Linked DNA regions of Mus musculus: region 2 is linked to region 1. A link is a contact called in public promoter capture Hi-C data. All regions are on one chromosome and are shown on one strand. The core of a region is the stretch at or near the end of the contact, and the rest is flanking DNA. Distances in the headings are between cores, read along the strand shown. Region 1 holds the start of Gm29897 (a long non-coding RNA gene). Region 2 overlaps Galnt2 (polypeptide N-acetylgalactosaminyltransferase 2).

The links. Promoter capture Hi-C pulls out the DNA fragments that hold promoters and counts their contacts.
Region 2: a contact with region 1 is called in a promoter capture Hi-C map of the HPC-7 cell line, with 5 times the contacts expected there. The contact joins two enhancer-like sites. A contact is called at or near these places in 14 of 39 promoter capture datasets (the 3T3-L1 cell line, 3T3-L1-derived adipocytes, the HPC-7 cell line and 10 more), 11 of 484 Hi-C or Micro-C datasets (bone marrow-derived macrophages, cochlea, cumulus cells and 3 more), 6 of 115 datasets of contacts at active chromatin or transcription factors (the HPC-7 cell line, acute myeloid leukemia, cardiomyocytes and 3 more) and 1 of 9 other capture datasets (embryonic stem cells).

The regions. Positions count from the first base shown.
Region 1 is chr8:124,049,056-124,055,700 of GRCm38.p6, forward strand. It overlaps Gm29897 (a long non-coding RNA gene), which reads left to right and starts at 407. Exons shown (of 4, transcript XR_388188.3): 1 at 407-1,555. Within about 2 kb of position 3,251, at least 22 of the 459 cell types and tissues checked have an H3K27ac peak or open chromatin away from gene starts, as enhancers often do. A contact at or near this core is called in the HPC-7 cell line, where this site is marked.
Region 2 is chr8:124,246,986-124,253,630 of GRCm38.p6, forward strand. All of the region lies in intron 1 of Galnt2 (polypeptide N-acetylgalactosaminyltransferase 2), which reads left to right. Among named protein-coding and RNA genes, the nearest start is that of Galnt2, 19 kb to the left of the region's middle. Within about 2 kb of position 3,841, at least 70 of the 459 cell types and tissues checked have an H3K27ac peak or open chromatin away from gene starts, as enhancers often do. A contact at or near this core is called in the HPC-7 cell line, where this site is marked.

The DNA.
Region 1 (6,645 bases), core at 2,001-4,500:
CAACTTACCCTCTCAAAAGTATACACATTGATTTTCTCCAAGTGAATCTGTCACCATCTGACTTGTTTTATTACAGATAGGAATCGTGGGTAGGTGTCTTAGTCAGGGTTTCTATTCCTGTACAAACACCCTGACCAAGAAGCAAGTTGGGGAGGAATGGGTTTATTCAGCTTACACTTCGACATTGCTGTTCATCACCAAAGGAAGTCAGGACTGCAACTCAAGCAGGTTAGGAAGCAGGAGCTGATGCAGAGGCCATGGAGGGATGTTACTTAGTGGCTTGCTTCCCCTGGCTTGCTCAGCTTGCTTTCTTATAGAATCCAAGACTGCCAGCCCAAGGATAAGGGGCCCTCCCCCCTTGATCACTGATTGAGAAAATGCCTTACAGCTGGATCTCATGGAGGCATTTCCTGTGATAACTCCAGCCTGTGTTAAGTTGACAAACAAAACCAGCTAGTACAGTAGGCAATTCTGGTGCTGGCAGTCACCAGCCCTTGAGTGCCCCATGGAACTAGACCCAGAAGTTTATGGCTTCAACCCTAGAGAGCTGGAGACTCTAGGTTTTATAACTCTTAGAATTCTGGATATTGGTATTGAAGTTGAAGGCTTAACTCTGTGGTGTGCTTTAAGCACTTGACAGCTGTTACAATCCTTCACATCCAATAGCCATGAGCAATAGCATTAGGAAGTAGTGATATCCAACACTTGTTAGCCTTGGCTCTCACAGTAACCAGTATTGGAGCTCTCAGACCTAGTATGTCTAAGGTGCTTGGCCTTAACTATGGTTCTTGGACCTTAAGACTCTTGGTGTTTAAGCCTTGGAAGCTTTTTGAAACAGTCGGTGTGTAGGGCCTGCAGTTCTTCCTTTTCAGCTCTGTGCTGACTTTGTCATCTCTGCACTCTTTACTTTCTAGGAGGCTTTAGCTACCCTTCATTGTTGCTGTTGCTTCTGTTATTGTGACCGTCTTTGCCATCACTGCTGCCCTGCCTCTGCTTGCATCTCCTACGTTACCAGCTCAGCCTGTTCTTTTACTAACAATACCAAAAGCCAGCAAAAAGAGATTGCTTGAGCTAGGTATGTTGGTACATGCCCGCAGTCCCAGTACTTGGGAAGTAGAAGCAGAAGGATCAGGAGTTCAAGGTCATTCGTTCTCAGTGGGTTTGAGGCCAGCGTGGACTACATGAGATCTTGTCTCAGAGAACACCACCAGAGCCTGCTTACAAGGGGCCCTCCGTTGGACCTCATGTTCATTGTTGTAACACTAGGGTGCAACACAGAAGGGTGTTTGGGGATGACTCAAAGTCACCTGAATAGCCTGCCCTGTTTGTTTAGCCAGAAAAAGTTGTGGCAGGTATATTTGTACCAGTCACAGGCCTTCTCTGGCTACTAGGAGAGGTGCTCACCAACTGACCTAACTGCTAAACCTCACCCAACCTCACTGGAAAAGTTCATTGCAGCGTTTGATGTAACAAACATAGTTCCTTCTGGAGCCAGAGTCGTGTGCAACAAGCAGGTGTGATTGCAGTGGAGCTACCTCAAGGAGTAGTCGATGAGGTAGGTGACTGCCATAAACAGGATTAGGTTGGCTGCTTGGTTCTCAAGCCAGCTGGGTACTAGGAAAGGGTCTAATAGCTGTCAGGGAATCAAAGCACTCTGGTTCCAGCATCTTAGCTTGTTTAAAGGAAACGTAAACACTGAAGAGGTGCTTACAATAAAGTCAGTGGTGCTCTAATACTTAACAGTGCTCCCCTCTTGGTCAAATACTCTGAGAAAGGTTAGATTAGTTTATTGGTCTCAAATCAGGCTCCACCATCACCATCATTATTTTGAGACAAAATCTCTTGTAGCTCAGGCTGGCCTTGAACTTGCAGTGTTGTTGAGGACGACCTGAGACTTTCTTCTACTTCCTGAGTTCAGAGATACTAACAGTCATGCACCACCACACTTGATTCATATGGTCCTGAGTTTGAACACGGGCTCTACATGACAGGCAGTGGAGCTACATTCACAACAATATTTAAGAGTTTTTTGTTTCTGTTTTTAATAGTGTTATAGGATATTTGAAAAAGATTTACTTTTTTCTACTTTATGAAGTGTTTTGCCTGTATATATGTGTGTATACCTTGTATATGACTGGTCCCCAAGGAGGCCAGAAGAGGACACTGGAGCCTCTAGAACTGGAGTGACAGATGGCTATAAGCAGCCGTGTAAGGGCTATGAGCAGAACCCAGATCTTATGGATGAATAGCTAGTACTTTTAACTGCTGAGCTATCTCTACAGTCCCACAACATTAATTTTTATTGATTCTTTGATAAGGGAGCCATATCATTTTCTTTTTAATTTGTTTAATTGCTCAAAGTGTATTTTTTACATCACCTATTTAAGTTTATTCTGTAAAATTTGTTTACATAATAGTTTGTTTCTTATTTAGACTATTCTTTCTCACTGACTGTAGAATTCATTTCGTAAAGTCTTCTCATACCCTCGTTTCATTCAGTCAGAATGTAGACTTTTGAAAATGATTTTAAGGATAACCCATAAGAAATTTCTCTCCCATAAAAAATTTTGTTTTTGTTAACGTCTGATGTAGTCCAGGATTGTCTTGCTCTCCCTTGTGAAGTGTACACTGGCCTTGAATTTACACGATGCTCCTGTACAGTATCCCTAGTACTGGCTTAACAGGGAGCCCCACAATATACCGGACCTCACCATATCACACATTTAGTTTTCAAAACTACCTTTTCGAGTTACTCTAGGTGGAACAGATGTGAACTAGATATTTTAGATAGGAAAAGTGTGTTTTATACCTTAAACCTGATTTTATTCCTTGCTCTGGCTAATTCAGAAGGAAACAGCTTTGCGTGACTAGCTTGTCTCTTTTTCCCTTGCTTAGGCCTTCAGAACTGGGCAGCTAGAACTGGCTTTTAGTGGGAAAGTACCCTTTTGCTTCTTGCTATGTACTGACAGATTTCATTTTACTTAAGTTGCTTCAGGGGATGCGGAGATGTGCAGGGAGCATTATCAGTCTTTCAAGGCCTCCTGTTATTGACGATGGAACTGAGGCTATAATCTCTGGCCTGCTCTGCCCCACAACCTGATAGAGCAGTGTCTGATTTGTATTCTGTTGCAGGTTCATCAGATGACACAGGACAAGCCAAGCGATGATCTGCTCCTGGTTAATCAGTTGTAGGCACAGCAGTTCCTCAGGTGTCCTGATGGTGGTGCTGTGGTGCTGCTCAAGGACCTCTGTGGCCAGAGAACTTGCCCTTAGATTGAGGGGATTGAGGTCTTGAGCCTCCTCAACTGTGCTGTGCCGGAAGGGCAGCCCAGACAGGCTTCCATTCTAGAAGTGGTTATTCGTGCCTCAGCCACTTGGCTGACCCTAAACCTTTCCCTGCATGTGCTTTGATGTGCTTTGCTGATTCAGAGGGCAGAAGAGCATCTACCAGTGACACCTGTGGAGAGACTCAAACTAGGGTGGTCTGCCAGAGAGTCACAACACAGAGACCGAGGCAGAGGGACTGATGCTGGGGTAGTAACTCTGTAGACATGCTTTAGCTCAAACCCCAAGCCATTCAACAAGCACACACTATCCCTGCAAAAGCGAGGTGTGAGGATTCAGTTCTGGGGCAATGTTTACTTTCTAGCACAGCCATTGATAATGAGTGACAAAAGCAAGGCTGGGAGGGGAAACCTGCCTGTGTGGCAGGAGCTGACCCACAGAGTGCAGGTCGTTGACATACAAGAACTGGTGGAAATCACTTGTCCTGTTGTGGACATGTGGTGGGCGTTAGGTGTGAGGGGATCTGGGGCTGAAAGGCTCCACATGGGGATCCCTGCTCTTTCTTTGAAGGCACTGCTGGGGCCGTCAAGAATGGAGAGGGGGACACCAAAGGGGACATAGTCATTTGCTGCTCTCAGCTACTCCTCGTGCGCCACAGTAAATGATCTCTAGGGCCTGTCCTCTGCAGCTTTCTCTCCTCAGTTCCTCACAGACCCTGTCCTTTCCCGTTCACGTTCTCAGGGGCGCTTTCGAGGCAGGCCTCAGGGATTACTCTGATTTATTTCTGGTGTGCTTGTACCCTCTGAGCTCACTCTCTTTATTTGAGGCAGAATCTCATGCAGCTAGAGCTGACTTTGATTTGCTGCGGAGCCAGTGCTGACCTTGAACTCCTGATCCTCCTTCCTCAGCTGCTGAGATGCCAGGCTTGCACCAGGAGTGCCCAGCTCGCCGCTCCCACTTTTGTTTTAAAAAGCCCCTGTCCAGAGGCAGCTTTATCACTTCGTAATCCTCCATTCTCTTGAGCATCTTCTGAATGCTAATCCTCTGTTTTATATTTCACCTTCCCTTCCCGTACAGATATGTGGTAGGCACTGTGTAGTTTAAACGTTAATTCCCATCATTCTAGGATCTGCCATCTCCACTCTTCTAACTTCTAACGTCAGGCCTCAGCTCCCTGCCAGTGATTTCACCCATCCCCAGCCTCCTTTTTTGTTTCCTATGGGCATGCTGTTTACCTCGGGGTCTATCCTGGGACCCTGATGACACCCTGGACCTGAATCCCAAGATTGCCATCAAGCACTAATGGAGACCTTGTATTTGAGGTCCCTCCACTTCACATGCTCCCAGTTATCTTTTGGCTCACCCTTCCTCCCTCAGTTTCTCATGTGTTCCTTACTGCCATGTCCTCTGGCCCTCATTAGCACCCCCAGTCCAGCACCTTCTGTTGTTACTTTATTGAGATCCGAGTCCCCTAATGTCCTTTCATTCTCTCCCTCCAGGGGCCAGATCAGTTGTTTGTGGGTAGTGGTGAGCTTCCGTGATGGATTTTCTCCAAATCCCGCTTTCCTCTGCACTGGTCCAGCTGTCTCGGGAAAAGCCGCTCATCTGAGGAAGAGTCACCCACGAGGCAGCATAGCTTTTAGTTTATGGTTTTATGGTGAAGTTACGGTTGATTGTAGCATAAATGCTAAGAGAAGGCAAGAAGTGTAAAATGCTCTGTAGTGAATACAGCTGGTAAGAATGAGGAAAGGTTTAAAGGAGGACCCAGGGGCTGTTCCTCACTCCACCCCCTAGTCTCTCTGGATGTGAAAGCATGGGTGTCTGGGGTAAAAAGCTCTCAGCTGTAAAGCCATGGGAGGACAAGGTCCTAGCAAGGACCCCTGGCTTGGAGCACCTTGAGGGCATGGAGCACACAGGTGAGAAAGCTGACCTGGCATTGCAGCGTGTACCTGCTCTGCCTTCATGTCCTCATGGAGGAGGTGACCATTTTCAAGACTGAGTGAGTGTGTGGTGTCATAGGGCGCCCATTCCATCTGGGGCTTTGCTTCTCTGACTCCCCAGGCAGTTTGCCGTGGCCTGCAGTTAGCCGTGTCCCTTAGTCTAGCCCTGGCCCGTTTCTCATCTCACTTTCCCTTCTATTTCCAGACACCGAGTTCTGTGGTTCTAAGCCAGCCTGCCCAGCTGATTGTCCTTCCCGCATTCCGTCAGTTCTCTTGTTTTCACTGAGAACCCTGGATGGAAGTGCCCACTCTGCTGTGTGCACGATCTCAGGGCCCCAGCCTTGTAGAGGGAACTCAGTTTTCCTCTCTGGCCTCCTCATATAGGACCTCCCTGCGTTTCTGCTTGTTTCTAAGGTCCCTGAAGCACAAACTTTCTCCTCTCCTCACCCCTAAGGCTTCTCTTCCACTCCATTAGGTCACTAGCCACCTTTGGGCAAGTTCCTCTCAAGCTTTGGGTTTCTGCCCCTTGAACCAACTGTCATATCTTGAGCTGACAGCCTTATGGCATGCAGGTCCTCCGTGATATATCCTCCACAGTATTGTCTTACTCTTTCTTAGTCTAGCCTCCTCTTCTTGCCCCTGGTCCTCCATGCCAGTGACCATTTGTATCTGTAGGGGCTCTTTCCCTCTTAAAAGCAAAATGACTCTGGGCATGGTAGAGCCCACCTGCCATCCCAGCATTGAGAGACAGGCCGGAAGATGTGCAGTTCCAGGGCTGCCCAGTCTGCTCAGCAAGACGCTATCCTGTTCCCCAAACAGCAACAAAACTCAAGCAAACAAAAGAATCCTAAACCAAAGCAGAGTCTACCTGGGAGAACTGTAGTCTGGCCACTGCCGCCTCGGCCGTCCTACCCGTCCTCCCTACCCAAGATGGCCCCTGACTCTTGTGTTGCCTCATACAGTTTAATATGGCTTTGGAATCAGTGTTGTCTTGGGACAGTGGCAGGAGAAGGAGCAGCTGTGGAGCTTAGTAAGATCCAGACAGTACCAAGAACATGTGCTAAGCTGCCAGGCATCAAGAGAGTGAAGGTAGGTGAGAACTCAAGCTGGCTTGTAGCTGAGGATGACCTTGAACCTCAGCCTCAGCCCCGGACCCTCTCGTGTTTTAGTAAATGCTGCCCTAAACATTACACAAGAATGTGACAAATGGAGGAATAGAACACGGGACATCAGAAAGAACTAATCAGATAAAATCAGAACTTGGAACATTCTTCGAAACTTCAAATACCATGTCACGAAAGAAAGAAAAAAATTGGTACATACAGTTGTTTCAGACTGGGATATGTATAACCAGCAATCGTTCTGAAACCAGACTGGATTCCAGAAGAGAAGCAATCAGCCCCCTTTCTCTCCACCAACC
Region 2 (6,645 bases), core at 2,591-5,090, 200 kb after region 1:
GCACTGATACCTCTTCCTCAGAGCCATTTTCAGCCGCAACCCCTCTGCCCCTGCTGTGACACCAAGTTAGGGCTGCACCAAGCTCTGTCCCAGCACACTGCCAGCCTCCACTGGAAGGTGACATGAGAGGGATCAGTGAGAGGGAGGTGACAGCTTGCTCCATTTGGCTCCTGTTGCCCCTGTAGTCTTCATGGCACTAACAGACTTTCACCTTTGGAGATGCCAGCCCCAGGAAAAGAGCCTCTCGCCCTGTGTTCTCTGTCCCCAAGGACTCCAACCTCCAGTGTCCCAGCCCTGTGGGTACAGAGGCTCAGTCTGACCTCCCTGTCACCCACATATGTAAGAGTCACCTGACCACCAGTGTTACCTAGGTGGGTGTTTATACGGAAACCGCTCTATTGGAGAAATAACTGTAGATCGGGTTAGATTCTGGCTGATTTGTAGCCTGCTTTCCAACACTGTAATGGGCATAGATGCGTTCCACTTATTTAGACTGTGGTTCACGCTCACGGGAGTTGTACTTGCTCCTCCTGACCAGACTGGGAGATGCTCTCCTCTGTCCAGCCACGTTCCTAAGCCTCAGGGAAACTGGGTATCTGAGGGATCGAGTTAAACCACAGGGCTCAGCCATCCAGGTTGCTCATGTATATATAAAGGCACTGGACGAAAGCAGAGCAGCGCAGAAAGGGCTGACTGAGTTTACAGGTCACAGCCCATCATCACGGGAAGCTGAAGCAGGAACTGAATGAAGTGTAACCACAGAAGAATAGCTGCTTACTGGCTTGCTTCCCATAGCTCACTTGGCTTGCTTCTAATACAACCCAGGACTGCCTGTCCAAAGATGGCCCCACCCACAGTGGGCTGGGCCCCCACATCAATCAAGAAATTAGGCAAATCTGATGGAGGCAGTTCTTCAGTTGAGGGCCTCTCTTCCTAGATGACTCTAGTTTGTATCAAGTTGACAAGAAGCGACAACGCATAACCAGCACAGTGCACAAGGCCTGTGTTCAGGCACCACCTGAGTTTAATTCCCAGAAGCCACGGTGAAGAAGACCAGCTCGTGAAAGTCGTTCTCTGGTGTCCATGTGGGTGCGCATTCACACTCACACACATCATCGTTCAGGTGTGCAATCCTAATACAATTAGAACTTCATGTACAGATTCAAAAACCAAACAGGAACAGTACGACCCATGGGACTCGGGGCATGGTGCGAGTAGAGGATGCAGAACTGGTCAAGGATCCAGACCTCCTGCAGCCCCTGGGCTGGTCTTGGCGCTGCTTCTCATCTGTGTTAAGTGTTCGGCACCGTCTAGCATGATAGATGCTGTCCCCAGGTCAGCAGTGATCTAGGGGACTCCAGGACCCACCTGGGTTTGGCATATCAGCCAACAGTGTCAGAGCAGCCCTTTCAGTTAAGCACACTTGTATATGGGGTAGCCAAAACAAGAAAAGCAGTAATTCACATTTTCTCCAAGAACAAGGTAGCTCCATTTGAAGAGTTGTTGTTTTGTTTTTGTTTTTGTTTTTTGTTTTTTTCCCTCAAGATAGTTTCTCTGTGCCGCTCTGGCTGTCCTGGAGCTTGCTCTGTTGTAAACCATGCTGGTCTTGAACTCACAGAGAGCCACCTGCCTCTATCTCCCGAGTGCTGGTATCTAAAGGCGTGTACCGCCACTGCCTGGCTTGAAGAGGTTTTTGGTAGCCTTTCAACTTGGTAAGACTCCTGTGGTGCTGAGTTCGAGGTTGTGACACACAGTTCTGGTTACTGTTCAAGCAGGGTGATACGGAGTGAAGGTGTGCTTATACACCTGTCCATTTAAGGAAGTGCCTGCATCTGACGTGTGGCTCTGCCCCAGGCCAAGGCGAGCCTTACTGCTGCTTGGCTCAAGGGAGCTTTGGTGAGCACCACAGATCACCGTGGACCAGTCAGAGGCTTGCAGGCCTCATAACTCTAAACCTTAGGCTCATTAATTATTAACTTGGGGCAGCAGTGTCTTGTTGGCTTGTATGTAACCCATTGCCTGCTCAAGGTGCCAGGACTGCCAGAGAACGGCTTTTAGGCTCTCTCTTCACAGGTGGGAAGTAGATTCTGGGTCATGGTTCCTCCTGTGTGCTCATAGCTCTTCACAAGGTGGTTAGGGCCAAGTGATACCATGAAGGTAAAGCTGGACACATTTTAGAGATACGCAGAACTCATGGTCACCTGGCTGCCTCTGCCACTCCAGAGTGACTCTTCCACTTGAGTGTGCTGTCAACACATTGTTCTCAGGGTCTCCAGTCGGGTAGTTGGGCAGTGTTGTCAGGCAGTGAGTTAGCCAATGGAGCCGAGAGCTGCCCCTGAATGTGGGCAGGGGCCAGCAGGTTCCAGGAGGTAATGCTCATGGCATGAGGGGTCAGATAGAGACCAAACAAACACCCGTAATGCAAGCATTCAGAAGGCAGATGCAGGTGGATCTCTGTGAGTTTCAGGCCAACATGGCCATCTCAACTCTGCCCCTTGCAAAAAAAAAAAAAAAGCCAAACTCTCTCACTAACCAAACCCTGGGAGGCTTTCTTGCTGACCCTGTCTCCTCCAATAGAAAAAGCTGCCAGCGGGGACTGAGGGATCTCTGTGGCATTGCCTAGGGCACAGGTGATGCAGATCCTGCCCGCTCTGCTGCTCAGTGTGAATTCTGAGATGGCTGAGTCTTATATCCCAGGCAAGTGTGAGGAGTTCTGGCCTCAGAGGGTGGTGACCTTCGGTTCTGTGTTGTGGATGGTCTGCAGCATCAGGAGTGGCACATTCTGCCTCCTTGATCCCAGGGCTCCTTCTGTGGGTGGAAGTTACCCAGGCCCCATGGACTTGGTCTGCCTGGTGTCTCAATGAATGTCTGGCTGCCCTGTGTCACTAGCTGGGAATCCAGCTGCCATGCTTAGGCATTCTGCCATTGTAATGGTGGAGGGGAGCCCTGTGGAGGGCCAGGAAGGTTGAGGCCTTGTGTAGAAGAGGGGTTCAGCTCCAGGACCAGCCGTCTCCCAGGTAGAATTCCAGCCCACCCACTGCCCGAGGATCTGAGATGGAGAGCTTTGTTCAGTCCAGTCTGTCTGTGGAGTGTGTGTGGGAATGGCAGCTTGAACTCCTCCTGCCTGCCGGGATGAGCACCAGTGTCCATATGGATATGGTACGGAAAAGCCCATCAGAGTGGGGTCTTATGTGGCTGGACGTGGCAGGGGTGAATGGGGGCTTTCACCAGCCTGGTGGTGCCTGGATGCTTTTGGTTTAAGATAGCACCCCAGTTAGCTGTGTGAGCTTTCCCATTCTAGCACCTACCACATTAGCTGAGAGAGAGTTTTCTCTCTTCTAAGAAGGTTCTAATTACTGAGCTGAAATATTAACACACGCTTATCTGTGGTGATTAGGACTAAGGAAGCCTGGCCGAGAAGCTTAGTCATCTGCTTAAGTGGCCAGGAGTGTGTTAGTGCACAGTTTATCAGGGACCCCAGGGCAGGGTAGCTAGAGGAGTGCCGGCAGCCTCCTTTCTCCTCCTCCACCTCCTGCTCCTCCCCTTCCCTCTTCCTTCTTCCTCTCCCTTTCTCCCTTCCTTCTCATCAACCCCTCTTCCTCCCCTGCCCCTTTCTCCTCTCTACCCCTCTTCTCTTTCTCCTCCCTCCTGTTCCCACCCCCCCCACCCCCAGCTTTGCCATGCGCTTAACCCACCTTTCTTTCCTCCTACCCCTTTGTTCTTTCCTGGGCTTCTCTCTTTCCCCTCCTTCTTCCCTTTCTGTCTCTTCACCAGGACCTCTTTCCCCTTCACTGATGATTGATCTCTGCTCAGAGGCAGCTATGCAGTGGGTCACTCTGAGCGATCCTGGTGGCTGAACCTAGAAGTCACGTTTCTCTCTGGGTTTGATCCACATGGAGCCTCCTGTGCAGCCTTCTTCAAGAAAGGCTGCCTCAGACAGCTAAGGAGTGTGTCCCACAGTGAGTGGTCCCATCTGGCATCTGGTGGTTGTTAAGACACAAACCAAAGGCTCCTCCCACTGTAACATTTGTTGTGAGGATTTCAAAACCACACCAAGTGCTCTCGAGGTCATGGAGAAGTCAGAGAGTGGCAAAGAGGGAAAGGCCTCGTTGGACATTGCATAATTCTAGGCCAGGGTCATAAATGGTTTAAGTAATAATATACTCCAAATGGTTATTAGTGTTTGCTATGCTGGAAATCATGGTTGTTATATGTATGAAGCAAATGCTACGCCACATACAAAATAAGTAACTAAAATAAATACAGGCAAAGTAAATAAACTAAAGTGTAACACACACACACACACACACATACACAAAAGATTCATGGATGGTTAGGTAGGCCTTTAGTTAGGCTCTGTTTTTCAGAAAGATAGTAACAATATCTTGTATTTGTCTATTCAGCTAACTAGGGTTGTTTCTTTTTGGCTGTTATAAGTTACACTGTTTCTTATAGTTTCACACTCAGGTGAAACATTCTGTGTCCTTTCTATATTAGGGGATTTATTTAAAGTGTCTTTATTTTAGAGAACTAAGGCAGCACGTACCAATGCACATTATATTAGTAACACAAGATGGGTTGGTGATGCAGGGCAAAGTATATAGTAAATCTTCAGCTTGCCTTCTGCAAAATAGTTAATGTAACTATGTATCTGGGTTTCAGAGATTCCAATGAGTTACTGTGTGTGAGTATGTTTATAGGGGACATATATGGCTAGGTGGCCCTAGGTGATCAATTGACTAATTATAAATATTAACACTAGATAATACATCCTGATTTGTGTGTGTGTTTGTGTGTTCTGTAAATATTTACAGTAGAAGTTTGGTCATGATTTAATTCAAGACACTTCAGGAACTTTTTGAAGTTTGGTCATGATTTAATTCAAGACACTTCAGGAACTTTTTGTTCTGTCTATTGAGCCCAGGGTTAAACTCTCTGGCACTGTTTGTAGAGTGAGGTTTGAAGCCATTTCTGAGTTCTGTGGCTTCTCTAGGAGAAGTAGTGCCTACTTGGAACTGGTTTTCATTGTCTCCTGTCTTTCTCCTTTTACGTAATTCTGTTCTTACAAGTATGACATTCACGAGGAGGGGAAGCATTCTTTCTTAGACTTACACACAGGCTCTATAGCTTGTAGGTTTGCTGTATCCATTCCCAGAATGTGTTTGTTGAACATTTAGTCCATGTACATGGCTTACCATGATTTGAGGTGAGCCCCAGGGGCATTCACTCCAAGACCAGTCTGAGGTGGGTGAGAGTTTCCAGATGATGCGGATGGACTGTGCACAGAGTCATCCTGGGGCAGCTGCTCTGTCTACTCTAGATACATAGACTGAGGTTGCAATTCTTCAGCAGACTCATTTAGTCATGGGCTTCCAAGTTTTAGTGTATTTTATTTTATTTTACAGCCTTGGCCTTTGACTGCCTCTAGCCTTCCGCACTGTGGCCAGGTATCCTTGGGAAGCTGGCCTGGGCAGAGTTGGTGGACACTGTGCTTCTCTAATGGCAGAAACTGTCAATGTGTCCTTCCTCTGGGCCCGATGCCTGCAGGAAGGGCACTGTTCCCCCTGCAGTGCTCTTGAGCTCTGCCTTCTAAGGAGCTGCTTTCCCTGGACCTGGTGCCTCGGGCACTGCGCAGGTGACTGGTTAACTCCTGTGTATTCCCTTCCTCAGAGGCCTAGGCTCCTCTGGGCAAGAGCTCCCACTTCCCTGTGGATGAATTCCCAGATCCTTCCAGTTTGAGTTACAAAACTAGATTGTTCAGCAAATGATTAAAAAGTGAAGACTTTGGTTCTGGCAGCAGTTTTAATTTGCTATAATTCTAGGCAGCTTGCCCAAACACCGTGTTGTCTAGATTTTGGAGTGTATTTAAGTGTTTCTTGAATGGATCCAAAGGATGTGGGTGGAAGTTACGCAGTTCTGCAGCAACTGTGAGCCTGGTACTACATACTTGCATATAGATACGTATAGGGAGTTGCAGGGGTGGTGTGTGTGTGTGTGTGTGTGTGTGTGTCTATGTATGTATATAGATGTATGTATGTATATGTGTGTGTGTATGTATGTGTATAGGTGTATGAATGTATATGTGTGTGCCTGTGTATGTATGTATATTGTGTCTATATATGTATATATATGTAAGTAAGTATGTGTTTATGTGTGTGTATGTGTGTATGTTTCACCTAAATGTTTGCTATCTTAAGAATGCTTACCACAATTCTTGCCTGCCCTCAACCTCAAGAATTGAGGTCCCTGGTCTGTGTCTATCTCTCGATATCATGATTCTGACCCTCTCCCTGTCCACAGGGGGCTTCTCAGCTTGAGTGTGCACGGTCTAGGGCATGTTGGTGTGCCTGCATGTGTGCGTTCCCAAGCCTGCTAGTGTCCTGATGTGGAAGGCTCCTGATGCTCCAGCCCTGTCAGGCCCTGGCCTGCCGAGCCCTGCCTGGATCAGAGGGCAGTATCGAGGGCATCGTCCCTGGAGCAGGCTTTGCAGTGTGTGACAGAGCCACATGCTGCTCTGGTGCATGTGGTCAGCCATGGTTAGTCATTCATGATTTTCCTGAAAATGCTCTTCTTTCCTTTGGAGGTCTGTTGTGGGCCCCATTCTCAGAACTCTGGTGCAGTTGAGCCTGGGAGGATGGGTTGGCA